2 separate regions of the Sus scrofa genome follow, and region 1 is linked to region 2. The links are chromatin contacts, called in public Hi-C maps. All regions are on one chromosome and are shown on one strand. Each heading gives the region's core, a stretch centred on a gene start, on an enhancer-like site or on the middle of the called end of the contact. The rest is flanking DNA. Distances are from core to core; before and after follow the strand shown.

Region 1 (3,308 bases), core at 132-2,631, 120 kb after region 2:
TAACCACATACTTCTTTATCAGAGGTTCATTGTCAATCAATTAGCCGAGGCAGCAGGGGTCTGTGAGGTGGGGGCACCCAGGGAAACAATGGGCAGCCCTGTTGTATTACTATTTAATCACTTTTGCTAAATAAATAAAGCAGCCCCGAGGTGCTGTCATGTCAAGGGAATTTATAACAAAAAAAAAAAAAAAAAAAAAAAAAAAACTTCATTTTTCATTGGTCATTCCTTTTTTCCCTTCGGGACAAGAGAGGGTTATTACTGTAGCCTTAAGTTCCATCTTTGTGTTTCTTGCCTTTGATTCCCACTCGGACCCTGCCACTTTCTGGCACTAATTTGTCAGGCTGAACAAAGAGAGGATTTGTACCTCCTGTAAGGTCTCAATTAGGAATGGCTTCTGCTGTATTATGTGCCATTCAGAGAGGACACAATGCCGGTAATTACAGGAATTTGCACTAAATGGCTGAAGAATTCACAGCAAAACTCCCCCCCCCCACCCAAACCCCTTGGGTTTACCCCTCCCAAAGCCTCGGGGTGGCGGGGGGCGGGGGTGGGGAGCAAAAAGCTCTTAATGCCAGAGAGACATAATTACCAACAGCAGTCCCAAGAGGTTAAACAGCAGCCAAAGGAGTAAAACAACCATAAAAACTGACAGTGTGAAATGGTGGAGGGGATCCCCTCAGCTGGCTGTTTTTCTTGCTGTCTCTTCTGCTAACATTTTCAATTTCAGTTCAGAGTCAGGAACAGTGACCTGGGCTGTCTGATTTCACTTCCAGATTACAAAGCAGTAACATGTGAGCTTTGCATCTCTAGTAGCATCTATAAACAAGGCCCAGGGCCCTTTTATCATAATACTCAATTGCTAGGTTTCTTGATTGCTGGGAAATTACAGGAAAAAATATCCCTATGTACCAGGGCCAAGAAAACCATGTATCAATTGAGAGGAAATAGATATGTATACATGTCTAATTCCTGAAGAAAACCAGGCTCCTGCCTTATAATTCAATTTATACTGCATTTTGTGAACGACCTCATTTAGAACCACTTACAGGTACATACTCCATAAATATTTTAATAAGCTGCATAGTCATTTGTTTTAGCATTAATATTTTAACACCACAGATGCCCCACTGCCAAACATAATTTTGAATCCCAACCAATGACTTCATTAAAGAAGCATTCCTCATTTTCTGCTTACAGAGGTGGTTTCTGCAAGGCTGACTAAAGCACCAGTAAATTAATTGTCCTTAAATACCACTTTCCTCACGTGCTTCTCTGCCCAAGAACCTTCTGTGATTCAGGGTCGAACATGTAGTTCAGCCTTATCAAACAGTGCTTTTGCGTAGGTCAAAAATGACCGAATGCCTGCAATTTCATAGAGTTCCACTTTGCACCACCCCTGGCAGCTCTCTAATCTGACATGAGGACCTCACTTCCACAGCTCGGCTCACAGCTGCCATTTGGCATCAGTGAGGGTGATGATTCCACTGACGTCTTCTCTGGGGGACTGCAAGTGCCATGAGGGCAGGGACCACGTCGGCTTTCTCCAAGCACTGACTTGTCCAGGTGCACTTGACTTTTGGGCTCCTACAGTAAATGAATGGAAGAACTTAACTTTCAAAGGCATGGTCTCAGGAAGAAGGAATGGCGAAGAGAAAGGGCCTGGAGCCATGAATGACCAAGGGAGGAACAGACCAGAACAGCAAGACGACCACTGTAGCTGGGTTTCCTAGCACGGGACGGCCATGGAGCTAGAGACAAAGCCATGCAACAAACCACACATAATCAAATACAACTATAAAAAGTCCAAGCACATGTTAAGAAATACACACTTACGCACAAGCATGTATTTTCCAAACCATAACCTCAGGCATTTGGGGATGGTCGGGGTCCATTTTCTCTTCAGGGGCTCTTTAAGTTTTAAAAAAGGATACAGAAAATTCTTCACCTACAGATAGAATTTAGTGAAATGAGGCCAACTGCACTATTTTGTAGATTTAAAAGCCAACATTTGTGGCTCCCCTGAATAGCAGCTGAATGACATCATGATAAAGAGCGGCTCGGTACAGTCTCCCACTTTTAAAGTTTATGCATCACAAATATTTAAAGGCGGGGGTGGGGGGACACTAAGTGGACATAAACACTCGTACTCTAAAGAGGCGCACTTAAATGGTGAAATATTGCGAATTAGCTTTCCCACAAACGCCCGATAAAGCCAAGGTTCAACTGAAAACAATCTGCTGGACTTTTTGACCGTTTGGAAGGTAAACATGCTATGCAACCAGCTTTTTTACTGAACGTGTGTTTTTATGAGGTTGAAAAGTTTGGGGACCCAAGTTACTAAATGAATAAACAGCTGGTTTAGATTAACTGTGTTTGTGAGAAACATAGATCAATTTTAAGTTCCATCTGCTATAATAATCTTTGATAAAATGAACAGCCTCCCAAGAAATTGCAAAAACATTCAGAGGTTTTGCTCAACAAGTTCTGGCCTTTTTCTTTTGAGACTCTGCCCCCTACAGGAGATGACATCTTCCTACCTGAGGTAGGCAACCAGTACGCCAGGTATGGTTCATTAAGGAAAACGGAAAGCCACCCATAAACCAGGGTACCACAAAGCAACTGAGCGTAGCAGTTTCAGATGGAAGAGGGGACACTGAAGTGAAACTAAAAATTTCTACTTGAGAATCAGCCACACTGTACAAATTAGGATTGACCTCTCCCCACGCCAAACAAGAAACCTACCCGTGCCCCCATTAGAACTCCAAACCAAAGCATGAAGGTAAGAGCGGAGCCGAGGAAATGAGTTTCAGACCACATCTACGCCTGCCTCCTGAGTTCCCTGTTACCACCCACCCCCAACTTATTCTCCAGCCATTCAGTGAGCCCGGATTCAGACAGCAAAGGGAAGCATCCCAAAACACGGACCCAAAAGCAGCTGCCCCAAGGTTCTATCTCAGCCCAGTACATGATCCTTTTCCTACTCTCAGCTTCCTTCTCCTGGTCTCTTCAATTCACTCTTCTAAGTCTTTTCTGTTATCAGGTCACCAACTGCTAGATGTAGTGGATCTGTGGAATGGTACCCTCTACCTACAGCTCTCCTTCCTCCGGGTGCTAAAAATGCTACCCAGGCAGTTCAGAATGTGGGCAGGGCACCCTCCATCAAGAAGTGGACTTCGGAGAGGAAGGTGAATTAGGAGGCTGCAGGGGGACCATCCTTGTGTAACGCCTGATGCTTTTCTTCCCCCTCCGTCATCAGAAAGTTCCTCCAGCTCACACTCCGGTCTCTACCTTGAAAATGAAGCTGA
Region 2 (3,209 bases), core at 25-2,524:
TATCCATTCATCTGTCGAGGGACATTTAGGTTGCTTCCAAGTCTTAGCTATTGTAAAGAGTGCTGCTACGAACACTGGGGTACATACATCTTTTCAAATTACGTTTTTCTCTGGATATATGCCCAGGAATGGGATTGCAGGATAATGGGGTAGCTCTATTCTTAGTTTTCTGAGGAACCTCCATTACCGTTTTCCACAGTGGCTATACCAATTCACATTCCCACCAGCAGCGTAGGGAGATTCCTTTTTCTCCACACCCCCTCCAGCAGTTATTGTTTGTAGACTTTTTGGTGGTGACCATTCTGACTGGTGTGAGGTCATACCTCATTTTAGTTTTGATGTGCATTTCTCTGATAATTAGCAGTGTTGGGCATCTTTTCATGTGCCTTTTGGCTATCTATGTGTCTTCTTTGGAAAAAATGTCTTTAGATCTTCCACCCATTTTTGGATTGAGTTCTGATGAATTACTTTTTAGAATGTTATCTTTCCCTGTTTTCTCATCGAAAGGTTACAAAATTCTTCCCATTAATTTTGGTGAGAACATTCACCCCCACCCAACCATCACCAGCAGTAAGTGAAAATAGTTAAGGGTATGTAGTAATCTTTTACCCTCCTAGGATGCGTCATGGGTCCCTCAAATTAGGCTAGTGCTCTGATAACAGGGTGAGGCAGAGAGGGTACTGTACCGAGGTTCCATAACTGGAATCTCCCACTAGCTATAGGTGTGGTGTTAGATGAGGATGTTGGCTTCCATCGGGGGTGGGGTGGGGTGGGAAAGGGGCGTGTATTGCAAGGTATGGGGGTGGTGGGTAAATGATTGCTAAGCTCTCCAAATTTTATGCTCTGATGTAATTCAGTCCAATTAGCGACTTTTGTATAGAGCGTAAACATCTATGAACCATGCCTTTATTTCTATTTGAGGTACTTCGGAAGAATCAGGAACCAAACAGAAGGTCATTAATGGTAAATTATAGATGGCATATGCAGATATATCCTGACGTGGTACTGAGTGGTTTAATATTCAGAAAACTGAAGGGGTTTAATAAAGACATAACAGTGCATGACAGCTTAAATAAAAACCAAAAGGCAACTTTAACGAGTTGTCTGTACTATAATTGATTGGATTTAAAAAGTCTCAAAGTATCATAAAGATATACTGACAAAGCCAAGATACTATTATACTTCTGGAATTCTAAAGCATAAAATAGTTCATTTCAGAATGTATTGCTCAGTCTGAAGAGTCAACACTTTTTTTATGGAAAGGTAAATACGCCTTCTCCTCCCTATTGTGTATTCAGGTTACTTATTTACAGTCCCACGGGGAGGGAAAAACATGCACACTCAACAATGACCTAAAAGATGTTTTGAAAATTAAGTTATCTGGGTAGCCTAGCAAAATTCAATTTTTTTTTTACTGCTTTACTCCATTTAAAATGTTTAATAGAATGAAATTACATGAAATAGTTCTACTTTTATTTGAATTATCTCATATGCCCAAATGCAAAACTCAAATTTTTCACAGTAAAGTCTCCATTGGGCCAAAAAACCCACATCTGTCCCTGATGTGTAATAGAATCTTAGGTATAACTTGATAAAATCAGGTATCTTGGTAATGTCTACATTGAAGCAGTTTCCCTGAAATTATTTTAAAAGCTATTTAAAATAAAAGAAATATGTTGAGAAGCAGAGATTTAAAAAACTAAAATAAACCATTCATTTATGAATTATTTATTGAGCATTTATTATGTGCTGTTCTAGATGTAGAGGATGGAACAGTGGGCAAAATAGAAAAAGGCCATTTCCTTATGGATCTTATATTATTTCAAAATGGTGGACTGAGTCACAATTTGAATTTGTACCTTAATCTCTTTGGGTAAATTGTATCAAAAATCAGTCAACTTCACGGTGAAAGCATCATGACAAATTATCAAATAGATGAATACGAAATGCTAAGCAAAGGAGCTGAAGTAAAGCTCTTATAAGCTCTTACTTATTTGAACAATAAGAGCTTAAAACAGTGTCATAGGGTTGATATGAAAATGGCAGGGGAGGAGGGGTGATGGCTCCTTAGAGGTCGCAGAGCAGTTTAGTGGCAGAGTTAAGAATGACACCTAGACTTCTGTATTCCTAGTCCAATGATCTGTCTGTGGATTAGCCTGCCTCTATTTATTAAATGGATCTTAATAATTTTAGAGCCAATTACAATTTTTTCCTGTAAAAGCACCCATCGGTACAAGTGTATAGTTTTTTTTTTTTTGGTCATTTTGTCTTTTCTAAGGCTGCTTCCCACGGCATATGGAGGTTTCCTGGCTAGGGGTCTAATCAGAGCCGCATATGCTGCAGGTGTGGCCCTAAAAAGCAAAAAACAAACAAACAAGAAAACCCCCCAAAACATATATATATACAGAGAGAGAGAGAGAGTTTTTTTCTAACTAACTTACCTTCCTTCCTTCCTCCCTCCGCCACACCTGAGACATACGGAGGTTCCCAGGCTAGGAGTTGAATTGGAGCTGTAGCTGCCAGCCTACACCACAGTCACAGCAAGGCGGGATCCAGGCTGTGTCTGTGACCTATACCACAGCTCATGGCAACTCCAGATCCCTAACACACTGTGTGAAGACAGGGATTGAATCTGAATCTTCATGGATACTCTGGGTTTGTTACTATTGAGTCACAACGGGAACTCCCAAGAACTTTTTTCTTTATACTTTCATGTATTTTAAAATTCTTCTATAATGAACATCAATTAATTTTATTTTACTATTTTTTAAAAATTAATTTTATAGTTAGAAGGGACTGTGTTTAGAAATGCACAGCATGGAGTTCCCGTCGTGGCGCAGTGGTTAACGAATCCGACTAGGAACCATGAGGTTGCGGGTTCGGTCCCTGCCCTTGCTCAGTGGGTTAACGATCCGGCGTTGCCGTGAGCTGTGGTGTAGGTTGCAGATGCGGCTCGGATCCCGCGTTGCTGTGGCTCTGGCGTAGGCTGGTGGCTACAGCTCCGATTCAACCCCTAGCCTGGGAACCTCCATATGCCGTGGGAGCGGCCCAAGAAATAGCAAAAAGACCAAAAAAAAAAAAAAAAAAAAAAAGAAATGCACAGCATTTATTAAAGCAGCTTAAGGACATAAAAGGTCAGGTCAGCACTGAGGATTTCACAAAAGTCTTGTCTGTGTTCACAGACATTCTGAAACATTTTGATGTGTGAA

What was found. A called contact is a pair of places that touch in the nucleus more often than the background predicts.
Region 1: a Hi-C map of liver shows a contact between it and region 2, with 1.8 times the contacts expected there. The contact joins two enhancer-like sites. A contact is called at or near these places in 4 of 47 Hi-C or Micro-C datasets (epiblast stem cells, liver and skeletal muscle).

Annotation. Positions count from the first base shown.
Region 1 is chr15:111,128,725-111,132,032 of Sscrofa11.1, forward strand. The region is part of intron 3 of PLEKHM3 (pleckstrin homology domain-containing family M member 3); the gene reads right to left. Among named protein-coding and RNA genes, the nearest start is that of PLEKHM3, 56 kb to the right of the region's middle. Within about 2 kb of position 1,382, at least 18 of the 83 cell types and tissues checked have an H3K27ac peak or open chromatin away from gene starts, as enhancers often do. A contact at or near this core is called in liver, where this site is marked.
Region 2 is chr15:111,008,062-111,011,270 of Sscrofa11.1, forward strand. The region is part of intron 7 of PLEKHM3 (pleckstrin homology domain-containing family M member 3); the gene reads right to left. Among named protein-coding and RNA genes, the nearest start is that of FZD5, 89 kb to the left of the region's middle. Within about 2 kb of position 1,275, at least 5 of the 83 cell types and tissues checked have an H3K27ac peak or open chromatin away from gene starts, as enhancers often do. A contact at or near this core is called in liver, where this site is marked.